Regions from separate parts of the Gossypium hirsutum genome. Here region 1 is linked to region 2. The links are chromatin contacts, called in public Hi-C maps. All regions are on one chromosome and are shown on one strand. Each heading gives the region's core, a stretch centred on a gene start, on an enhancer-like site or on the middle of the called end of the contact. The rest is flanking DNA. Distances are from core to core; before and after follow the strand shown.

What was found. Hi-C and Micro-C count contacts between places; a contact is called where the count stands out from the background.
Region 1: a contact with region 2 is called in a Hi-C map of leaf, with 2.7 times the contacts expected there. The contact joins the promoter of LOC107931521 here to the enhancer-like site in region 2. A contact is called at or near these places in 11 of 34 Hi-C or Micro-C datasets (anther, callus, fibers and 2 more).

The regions. Positions count from the first base shown.
Region 1 is chrA12:49,060,914-49,066,926 of Gossypium_hirsutum_v2.1, reverse strand. It overlaps LOC107931521, which reads left to right and starts at 2,219. Exons shown (of 2, transcript XM_016863431.2): 1 at 2,219-2,714; 2 at 2,802-3,622. The coding sequence starts at 2,487. The coding sequence ends at 2,978.
Region 2 is chrA12:48,917,593-48,923,537 of Gossypium_hirsutum_v2.1, reverse strand. No RefSeq gene overlaps it. Among protein-coding and RNA genes, the nearest start is that of LOC121210789, 14 kb to the right of the region's middle. Within about 2 kb of position 4,362, at least 7 of the 9 cell types and tissues checked have an H3K27ac peak or open chromatin away from gene starts, as enhancers often do. A contact at or near this core is called in fibers and leaf, where this site is marked.

The sequences.
Region 1 (6,013 bases), core at 970-3,469, 150 kb before region 2:
GTATCCCAACACCCAAATTTTTTTTTATATTTTAAAAAAATTAATTTGATAAAGGGGTGCTGGCCATTAATGTGCCAGCACCCCAACATTTTTTTTTCAAATGCAAGTATAAACATATACCAGTATGATATGAGATGAAAAAAATATAAGGGTGTCGGCCATCTAGTCCCCAGCACCCAAAAAATCATTTTTTTTAAAAATCATTTTTTTTAACGCCTAACACAATCATCAGGCAATGATTGTGTCAGAAAAAATGCTGATGCCGACCATTTAGTCCTCCTACTCATTTTTACTATTTATTTCAGATCATTTAAGTGATTGTTTTTGAATAATATCATTTATATAAATAATTACCTGGGTCATTTGGGTAAAATAATATTTGCCAACAGATCATAGATAAGGTTTCAGGTGAGAGGAAGTGATAGGAGAATGGATATCAACAAACTCAACAGCTTGGTTTGGTAAATAGAAAAGATATACATGATACTCATTGATTGACGAAAAGTTGAAAACCCATAATTGAAAAAAGTTCAGATTTATGAGAGTTTGAATGTAAATTTTTCTGAAGTGTAGCAAACTGACAAAAGCTAATGGTCCCATTGGCACAATAGGTAGAGATGGATATCAACATTTCCTACGTAGGATATCAACTTTTTCCCATCAAATATCACTGTCCCAAAATTTATCACCTCGTTTTAACTCTTCTTGTTTCACCGTTTTGCCCTTCCCTTGTGTCCCCAGATTCAACTTTTTCCCCTAAAATCTGGAATGTTAAAGATAGATGAATAAGAGGGCACCAAGAAGTTGCATATTGAGCAGGTTTCGAGCAGTTGCCATCGAGGCTGAAAAACAAAGCTCCGTGCATGGCAGATAATGGTTAAATGGAAACCAGAAAGGTATGAAAAGGACCTGCTTATAGGTAGTGAATTTTTCCAGCTACAAATTTTCTGTTTCCAAGCCTAATAATCCATTCACAGGAATAAAAAGAACAATAAAAAAAATGGAATGAAACCCCAAATTGCAACTAAAATCTCTAATAATTTTGTCACATTCATATGAAAATGTGTGGAATGATGCAAACATTCCAAAAGTTTGATCTTCCGCGAAACCCGATTTCGGTTTAACTATTTATGAATGATGCGAACAAGTCAGTTTTCGAACTATTAAACAGTTTTCGAACTATTAAAGAAACCTAAAAAAAAGGGTCCCCCATATATGAAGAAAAACGAAGGGAAAAGAGTTCTGGTTTTCTGTATATTTTGGTGGGTGGAAAAGGGAAGGCTAAGTCAAATGACAGCTGAAAAATCTTTCTTAAGCATTTTCAAATTTGGATTCCACACGACATTTCTTCTATATAAAGATTTCATTGCCACCATGATGTTGCTATCAATCATAATTCATATGAAAAAAAAAATCTCTTTAACAATTGGTTGGATATTACTCTTACTTTTTCTATAAAATCTTTCTTTTCTTGGAACTTTCTTGTATTGCAAAAACATCCAGCAATTTCTTGAAGTTTCACTTTCTACTGTAAAACCAGGAGAAAAAATGGTTTTTTTTTAATATTTCTTTTGTCCCTTTATTAAGTTCGAAAGGCAAAATTATGAAACACCCACTTGTGTTTTAGCATTGTAGGACCCTTAGACCCCATTTTCATTTGACTAAAAAAAGTCTGATCTTTGATTTTAAAAGGTTAAGTTTAATATCAATAAAGTACAATTCTTTGTGTAAGCAAGTTCTACTATTTTTTTTTAGGTATAAGCCATTATCAAATTAACTGTAAGTTAAGACATAACGGTAGTTGCAAAGATTGAATTTTGAAGTACAAACAGTTTGGACCATTCCTTGCAACACAAGTAGGTGGCTGCCGTCCATAGAAAATGATAGCTTGAATAAGCAGTTGTTTTGAAGGGGCCAAAACTTGCAAGTAATTGTCCTTAGAAGAACATCAAAAAAGGAAAAGTGTACAAAGGGGGAGACCAAACCAGACCAGAGCAGACTCAAGTTGCCAGCTAATGGAGCCAATTCCTTTTTCTATTGTTCTAAATTTCCCAGTTTTTGCTTTCACACCTTTCTAATTTCCCCCGTTAATTACAATAGTTATCTAAATATATAAAATTATAAACTTTCACTTGTTGAGCTTTTAAGCTATTGTGTTATGGTCATGGCCTGGCTTGCACCCAACAGCCGGACCTACCAAATTCCGTACTGGGACCCGAACACTCAGGACAATTGCCGGTGCACCTCTCCACATGGTATTATTGGGTCACATACACACCTCCCCTTTCATTTTATAAAATCCCCTCTCCCCATCGCTCCTCAGTCTCATTCCTCTCCTCATATTTGCCATTTGAGCCGACACTTCACTAAAATAACCATCCTTCATTAACAGCATCTCTTTTTCTTCATACATATGAGAGAAGGAGCAACAGCATCAGAAAGAAGTAGTGGTTCATCGTCGAGGAAGAGTAGTAGTAGTGTATGTGATGGAGAATCAGGTTGTTTCGCCACCCCATGTGGATGCATTTCGACCGTCCCTCGGCTTCCCTCTTGGCACTGCCCTCCTCTTAATCATCATTTTCAGCTTGAGTGGTATCTTCTCCTGCTGCTACCACTGGGACAAGCTCAGATCACTCCGCCGATCTCCCGCCGACCGCACCGATCCCCATCCCGATATCGAAGCTTCTCCCTCCAAACCCATGCCTGATTTCTTGGTAATTTCTCTGCCACCCTTTCAGAAAAAAAAATGATATGAGAATTCAACCTTTAGCTCATTTTTTTTCTTTCTTATTGTATTTCAGGATTTAAAGAAAAACCAAAGCCAAAGCCTACCTGTATTAATGCCAGGAGATGAGATCCCAAAATTCATAGCATTACCATGTCCGTGTCAGCCTCCACGGCAAGACAAGGTTGAAGTGAAAATTGAAAAGCCACCCAAGCCAGCGCGTTGCCCAGTACCTTTTGGATTGGCTATTTGACCACTTGTTGTACATAATTTGGAGAAATTAGATTAATTTTCCCTTTTCTCCATGAGTTTTTACCAGTAAAAGAAAAAAGAAGACGTGAGTTTGTGTGTACAATTTCATGCCATCATTCCCCCAAGGAAGAAGATTCCAATTGTTTTTGTCAGTTGGAAAATGAGATGGCTTAATGAAATCGGTATCCATAAAAGCGTAGATCCAGATCTCACTGTTTAAGTTTATAGATTATGTACGTCATTCATTTATATGACACACCCTACCTTATTCCCCAATGTCATGTAATCTTTCCTTCATCATTCTTAAATTTGCAGTTTGTTTTGTAAGAGCAAACTTGGTTGAAGTTTTTAAGTCCAATTTTCTTGGCTAAGCAAACTATGTATTTTCTTTCCTAGAAAGAGGTCTAGGTATCTTTAGTGTTCATTTTTCAGTACATGAAGGATTGAAAACTATTTTTTTATTTGAGTTGCCTTGATAAAAATTACTACACTCTGGTCTATTTGGGGATAGGGAAGTGGAACCAAGTTAGCCCTTATCTGTAAAGGACCAGTGCGTAAAATTAGGCAAACCTGTAGGGCTTTTCTATCAATATGCCTTTGTAAGGACAAATTTCAAGTCAAGCAAAAGCACATTTTCCATGTTAATGGTACTTGTTATGGTATTATCTCATTTTCCGTTTTGGTAGGTTGGTACTTTGTCTGGTATTATCTCAGTTTCTGTTTTAAACGTAGTTTCTGTTTCAAGTCAATCTGCTTGTTTTTAGACGAAAAAACTGCACTATTTAAATTTTAACGATATTGATGTACTTATTGGTGTAACAATTCACATATAATTCATAAATTGTCACTTGAATTTTTATATTAATGCCATTAAAATTTTAACAGTTTAAATCAATTTTATTATTGTAAAAAGTAAGCCATTTGATTACATTTTAAAAATTGAAAACTAAAATGATTATGTTACCATATAAATGCATTAAAATTTTCGAGTATAAAAATTAAAAACCATGAAACTGGAATTTCAAATGCCCCCTCCCCCTCAAAATTAGACTTGGAAAAAAGGAAGAAAGATTAAAGAATAGGGGAGAAACAGGAAGTGATATCAAAGTAGGAATAGATTTCTATCATTGCAAGCAATTGGTTATTCAGTAACCGAACAGACTGCATTAAAACGTTGCAAACAAACTTCATGTTTATGTTCTTCTCACGTGGCTTACGAAATACGCTAGACATGAGATGTCATGCCACTACGCCAGGTGTTCCACAAAAACCACCCAACAAACTAACTAATTTAAATGTTGAGCCAAATCCAGTTTTCACGTTATCCTCTATAAGTATATTCACACCTATATTCATTTTATATTTTTTTTTATTTAAGGTGATAAATGAGAGCATATTAATATAAATACTTTCATATCATTTCATCTATAATTTAATCTATTCTAATTTAATACTCAATTAGCTTTAGTAACCAATTGGATGTTTATAAAATATTTTAGATATTTAACTTAAAACGACACGTAAGAAATTTATAACTTTGTGAAATTATAACGGTGCACACTTTAATTTAAAATCAATTTTCAAAAATATTTGAATTATATATTCGTTGAAATTTTGAATTATTTAAATTTAAAGTTATATATAATTTAAATTATGTTTTGATTACTAAAATTTAAAAGTTATAATATAGCCTCTTAACGATATTGATATGTTGCATTTTGGTCATTGTGTTATTAAATGTCCTTTATGGTATAGCAAATAGTTTTTGACATGTTATATAATTATTTTAGGTCAAATTCCATAACTAACCCCTATACTTTTATGAATAATTTAATTTTTCGCTGGCTTGAATACACTTCTAAGCTTTGAATTTGATAATTTGTACCAAGTTAGTAATTATAGTTAGAAAATTCTAATAAAATTTATTTTAAAAATATTTTTCGAATCTTATTATAAAATTCTACTTTTACATATAAGCGCCAGGCTGAATTATCGGGTAAAGTAACTTTGATAACCATACCAAAGGAGGCTTTTATTTGTGGTAAGGTGATTGGAGCGTGTAGCCTAATGTTGCACGATACTTTTACAGTTAACTGTGAAGCTTGGTTGCATAGAGTTAAATTTGGTATCATTTACATTTCTTCTAGATTCAAACAAATTAGCAAGGCCAGAATGTGTAATTGTGATCACCATCATCTTTAAATTACTAGCTGAGCAGCCAAATGTCATTTTTTGTTTACATAAATTATTTCTGCTTCAACCAAAAGCCTATGAATGTGGATTTTAGTTTTCCCTCATGCTGCTTCTCCTGAACGAACTCACAAAAAGTACAAGTTCAATTCCACAATCATCGCACGCACTGATTCATTTTTAGCTAATCTGTTTCCATTTTAATCAACTATGTACAGAATAGGAAAACAATCTAACAATCTAATGTCACACCTTCCATTTATTTCATTTCTAATAATATATATTGTTACCCACAATTGATGTTTAATGAAAAATACAACATTTAATGGAAGTGTTTGATTACCGTAACTACTACGGCTTGGCAGTGCAAAAACTGTACAAACAAAAACACAAAGAACACAAGACTTGTTTATACAATTTGGTTTTCCTACGTTTGTGAAACCAATGAATAATTCCACTATCTTTAATCCACAATACAACAAGTGAATCACACTCTATCAATCCCTGAGTATAAAGATATTATCTTCGTACCTAAAGACTAGAACACTCACCTTCAAATCCTTCTTCTGAAAACTTAGGCAGTAAACATTTAATGTTTATAAATCAGGTTGCACTCTTGAAGGAAAATAGTTCCTCAATGAACAAATACATGTGCTCTTAGCATCACTTAGACAAGCCTCATAACATATTTCAATCTTAGCTTCATAACATATAATCTAAATGAATACAAAGCAACTCCTTCAAAATAGGTATTACAATACAATCAATGAAAGCATAATCTGATGAAGATATGACCTTCTAAAACAACATCACTGTAACAGCCCATTTTTAGGTCAAATCAGAATA
Region 2 (5,945 bases), core at 3,113-5,612:
TTGATGCGCATTTATGAAGCAAATTTGGGGTTAAACTTGATGGGTAAGTCTTTTCCCCCCCAAGGCAATAGCATTAATGAAGAGGATTTTATGGATGATGGATCAATGAATGAGGAAGGGCCTATTCTTGTCAATGAAGGAAAAAAAATTGAGGCCCAATTTTGTGCAGGAAGTTGCAATTCAAAGCGATTCTTCTGAAAGGCATAGGGAACGGACGAACTTTTATCAAAATGAGATATCAGCTGAACCTGGGGAGCGGGTCAGCCGAATATTATGAAAATTTTAAGTTGGAACGTCCGTGGACTGGGGAATCCATGGTTGGTCCGACGTGTTCAGCATTTTCTGAAAAAAATCGCCCCCATATTTTTTTCTTTATGGAAATTAAAGTTGATAGAAGTAGAATGGAAAGAATAAGGAGAAAGTTCAGGTATCAGAATGGAATTGAGGTTGCGGCCAATGGTACTAGGGGTAGTCTTTCTGTTGGATGGACTAATGAGGTTGATATTCGACAATTGGGTTATAATGACAATTGCATTGATGTTATGGTCATTAATAACAAAAATAGACCTGATTGGCGTCTTACTGAGTTTTACAGAGCTCCTGATGTTAGAGATAGAATTGGTTCTTGGAATCTGCTTAGAAACCTCAGTCATAATTTTTCGGAAGCATGGGTCGTGTTGGGTGATTTTAATGAAATATTATCTAATCAAGAGAAATGTGGAGGAAGACTTAGAGGGGAAAAACAAATTGAAGCTTTCAGAGATGCTTTGGATTATTGTGGACTCACGGATCTTGGTTACCAGTCGTTGGTATACTTGGGAAAGGGGGAATTTTGAGTCTACCAATATTCGAGAAAGATTAGATAGAGGAGTTGCGAATTTCCAATGGTATAATTCTTTCTCTAATTATAAGCTTGTTCATTTACCAAATTCGACTTCGGATCATTGCCCTATTTTCCTTGATTCTGATTTTTTTTGCTAATGATAAATATGTAGTTAAGAATCGAGATTTCCGATTTGAAAAAATATGGTTATTGGAAGTCATGTTATGCTGAAGTTAAGTTTTTGTGAGAATTGAATAAGCATCTTAATGTTCCGAAGCGTCTCCATGCTGTTGGCAAAGGTCTCAGTAGATGGGCAATGAGGATTAGGAGGGAGAAATATGGTAAAGTGATTTCTTTTAAAAGCAGATTGAATACTCTTGACAACACCCCTCCTAATGACGAGACCTTGGAGGAAATTATTGAAGCTAAGCTAGATCTTAATCTGGAAATAGATAAAACCAAAATGTACTAGGAACAGAAGGCCCGATCTAATTGGCTTAAGAATGGGGATCATAATATAAAATTTTTCCACAGTCTTACTTCTAACAAACGCCGTATGAATAAGATCATGAGACTCAAATGTGAGGATGGTTCGGTTATTACTGAGGAAGATGAGATGATGAAGACGACAGTCAGCTATTTTAAGGAATTATTTACTAGTTCTTGGCAGAGGGATGATGATAATACGTATGGAGGAGTTTCCTCAAGAATGTCTCCATCTATGAATGAAAAACTATTGCGTGAGTTCAAGGTTGAGGAAATCAGAGAGGCTCTTTGGGAGATAGAGCCGACTAAAGTGCCAGGAGTTGATGGTTTTCATGTTATTTTCTTTCAAAAGTTCTGGCACAAAATCGGACAGGATGTAGCGAAGTTTTGTTTACAAGTCATTAATAGGGAGACTTCACTTCATGAAGTTAATTCTACCAAGATTATTCTCATTCCCAAAGTAAGTGATGCAGATATGATGTCTCTATTTCGCCCTATTAGTCTATGTTCAGTCTTATACAAAATAATTTCTAAGACCATTGCTAATAGATTGAAATTGGTTTTGGACCAATGCATTGATCATGCTCAAGGAGCGTTTGTGCCGGGTAGACTAATCTTAGATAATGTCCTTGTGGCATATGAAATTTTACATGCTTTGAAAAAGAGGAGAAAAGGGAAAAAAAGGTTTTTTTGCGTTAAAGCTTGACATGAGCAAAGCTTACGATAGAGTGGAATGAGGTTTTTTAGAAGGAATGATGAAGCATATGGGTTTTGCGTCGGAATGGATTAGTTTGATAATTTATTGTATCTCCTTGGTGTCTTATACTGTCAATTTCAATGGGTCCTCGAGTGAGAATTTTTTCCCTCAAAGTGGACTACATCAAGAGGATCCTTTAAGCCCCTACCTTTTTCTGATTTGTACGGAGGGCTTATCAGCTTTATTAGATTCTGCTGTTCAGACATGCAACTTAAGAGGGGTGAAAGTTTGTAGAGGAAGCCCTGCTGTCACTCACCTATTTTTTGTTCATGACAGTATTATTTTTGGCGATGCAAACGATACAGGAGGGCGGGTTTTGATGGATATTTTGAAACGTTATGAAACTGCGTTAAGGCAGAAGATAAACCTTGATAAGTCACAGATTTTCTTCAGCTCAAATGTCTCTGATATTTCTTGTAGTCGTTTGGTGCAGATGTTAGGAGTTCGGCGATCACTATGTATGGAAAGATATTTGGGTCTCTCTACGATGGTTGGGAGGAAAAAGAAGGATGTGTTTCAACATATTTGTGATAGGATGAGGATGAAAGTTCAGAGTTGGGGAGATAGACTTCTTTCTCAAGGTGGAAAAGAAGTTTTTATTAAAACGGTCCTTCAAGCTATTTCTACATACTCGATGTTGTGTTTCCTGTTTCCTAAGACGTTGCGTATGAAGCTTGAAAGTATCATGAGTAGGTTTTGGTGGCAAAAAAGTTCAACTTGAAATGGAATGCACTGGTGTAACTAGGCTAATCTCAGTATCCCTAAAAATTGTGGTGGTATGGGTTTTAGGGATCTTGGCAAGTTTAATATTGCCTTTTTAGCGAAACAAGGTTGGAGGTTAGTTACTAATCTGAATTCTTTATTGGGACGTATTTATAAAGCTAGGTACTATCCCCATACCTCATTTTGGAATGTCACATTAGGCACTAATCCGTCGTATACTTGGAAGAGTATTTTTGCGGCCAGAAAGGTTTTAGAAGATGGTTTGGGCTAGAAAGTGGGATCAGGTTCCCAAATATCAATTTTGCAAGATTGTTGGTTACCTCGTTGGGCAGGGGGAAAAATTCACGCTACTCCTGCAAACAGCATGTTTGACAAAGTGTCAGAGCTTATTGATTATTCTACTAAGTCCTGGAAAGTGGATTTAAATAGTAGGTGTTTTACCCCTTTGGAAGCTATTGTAATCTGTTGCATTCCTCTTTCGGTTTACAACTCTAAAGATAGAATGGTGTGGTTTGCTGATAACTTTGGCAGGTATACGGTTCGTAGTGGGTATCGCTGTCTTGTTGGTTCGCGGGTTGAAGACGCTATGAATACTGACTCTTCAGGAGTTTACAAAAATATTTGGGAATTAAATCTTCCCCCAAAGATCAGAATCGCTGTTTGGCGATTTACAAAAGATTATATTCCTGCTACTGTTAATCTATACAATAGACGTTTTAGCTCTTCCCCAAGTTGCCCTAGCTATGGTGAAGCCTCGGAGAATTTCATGCATACTCTCCTAGTTTGTGGACCTGCGAAAGATGTTTGGCAATCAATGGGAGTTGACTAGTCAAATTTCAATGAGAGTATGGATTTTTGTACCTAGCTCAACTTGGTTTTTCAAGACAGAAGGCATGATTTTGGTGAAATTGCTACAACCACAGCCTGGGCACTCTGGCAAGCCCGAAATAAACGCACAATGGAGGGAAAGCGACAATCAGCCGAAGATATCTGCTCTCTTACTTTCAGTATTATAAAGGAGATGTGTAAGTTGAAAGAGAGAATACCTGCTCCGGTGAACAAAATGAATCCCATTTGGATGCCTCCTCAAGAACCTTTTGTTAAGGTAAATTTCGTTGCTGCATTTAGAATAACTCTTCGTCAGTCATCTTCTGGTTTTATTATCAGAAATTCTAGGGGTCAGGTGATGGGATACGGAACCATTTTTAATAAGTTTGTCTCAGATTCGTTCACTGCTGAGGCTATAGCCTGCCTTCAGGCTCTGGATTTCGCTAGGGATATGGGTTTTACTCATGTGCAAATGAGGGTGATTCTAGAACTACGATTGCTAAAATAAACCAAGTTCTTCCAGATTTTTCAGACATGAGGACTTACATCGAAGAAATAAAGATACAAGCAAGTTCTTTTCAGTGTATTTCCTTTTAGCATGTTGACAGACGAGCGAACATGGTGGCTCATATGTTAGCAAAAGAGAGGATGTTGATTTCGGAAGATAGTTTCTGGGTACAGGACTTACCGGTAGTGGCAGAAGTTTACTTGGCCAGAGATCTTGTGGGCATGACTTCTTAGTCTTGAAGGGTGCTCTGTGTGGGGTTTTTGGCTGGAGAAATTTTTGGGTTTTTCTTGATCTGCTGTTGAGATAGAAGTGGGTATTGATTTGTCGTTCCATCTTTCCCACTAAGTTTTACCGAGAGTTAAGTTGTTTTTCCTCTGTAGTGCTTTACAGCTAAGGTTGGTTTATTAGTTTTATCATTTGTTTGGTTTTTTGTATTTGACTCTTTATTTTTTTTATTTCTAATAAATCTCTCGGTGTTTACGTCAAAAAAAAATATTGAGAATATACCATATTTGTACATTATGGAGGGATTCAATGGTTGTCCACCATTTCCTCATTTTTATACAATTAATATTTAAAAAATAGGATGGATCTACTTACACAATACAAAAAATAAAATTGTTTTACACACTTTCATAACTATTTATATGGTTAATATTTTAATGATTCAACCATTATATTTTATGGTCTATTCATGTAGATCATGCATGTCAAATTTGATGTAAATTTAAAACTTCTAACTTTTTTTTATGTAAAAAAATTCAACAATTGAATATATATATTAATATATAAAGTATTTTATATCGATATGATAAAAATATCAGATCATTTCGAAAATTTACATGCATGACAAATACAATTATATTGATAAATTCAACGGTTAGATCACTAAAATATTAATCATATAAATAGTTACGGAAGTACGTAAAACTACTTTAGTTTTTACACCATGTAAGTGGATCCCTCCCCCTTAAATAATCTAATCTTCTAATTTATCAAGATATTTGTACTAGTTATACATGTAAATTTTAGATTGATCTGATATCTCTATCATATCGATTTAAAATATTGTCTATATTAATATATATTTAATGGTTTAAAGTTTCTTTTTACATACAACAACTACTTAAAATTTTTCAATTTATGTGAAACTTGACATGCATGATCTACATGAATAGAGTATGAAATATAACAGTTGGAATGTTAAAATAATTGTAGTATAAAAAATTATGAAAGTGTGTTAAACCACTTTAGTTTTACATTTTACAATGGTGTAAGTGGTTCTCTCTCCTTATCTATGCTAATATTTAAAGTTTCGATTGAGTTGGTGTCACCTTCAATCGGGTCCTAACTCAAGTCTAAATTTACTAAAACCCCTTATTTTTACAAAGTGGTAAATATTGTTTTGAAGGTATTTCTATCTTTTTATGTTTTTATATAAAATCTAAAAAATACATACATAACACTAAAAAATAGTCTGCTATACTAGCACGTTTTTGTTTTCTTCTCTAGCAAAGTTTTTTAGGAATTTTTTTTTGTTTTTAGTGAGTGATTGTGGAATCGACAGTGGCATGATAGGTGTTTGGTTGTAATTGGTTAGTATTGGGGTTTATTGGCGATGGAGAATGAATTAGCAGAGCTATCTTTAGATAAAGCGGAGGAGGAGATTTTACAAGTACAGGAGGAGTCTAATTTATCGAAGGAAGCCATTAATCTATGTCTGGTAGGGTGTTTCCTCACAGCGAGTGTAATCCATTTTTCAGCTATAAGATGCATGATGGCGAATATTTGGCATCTTATAAGAGGAGTTCATATCTCAA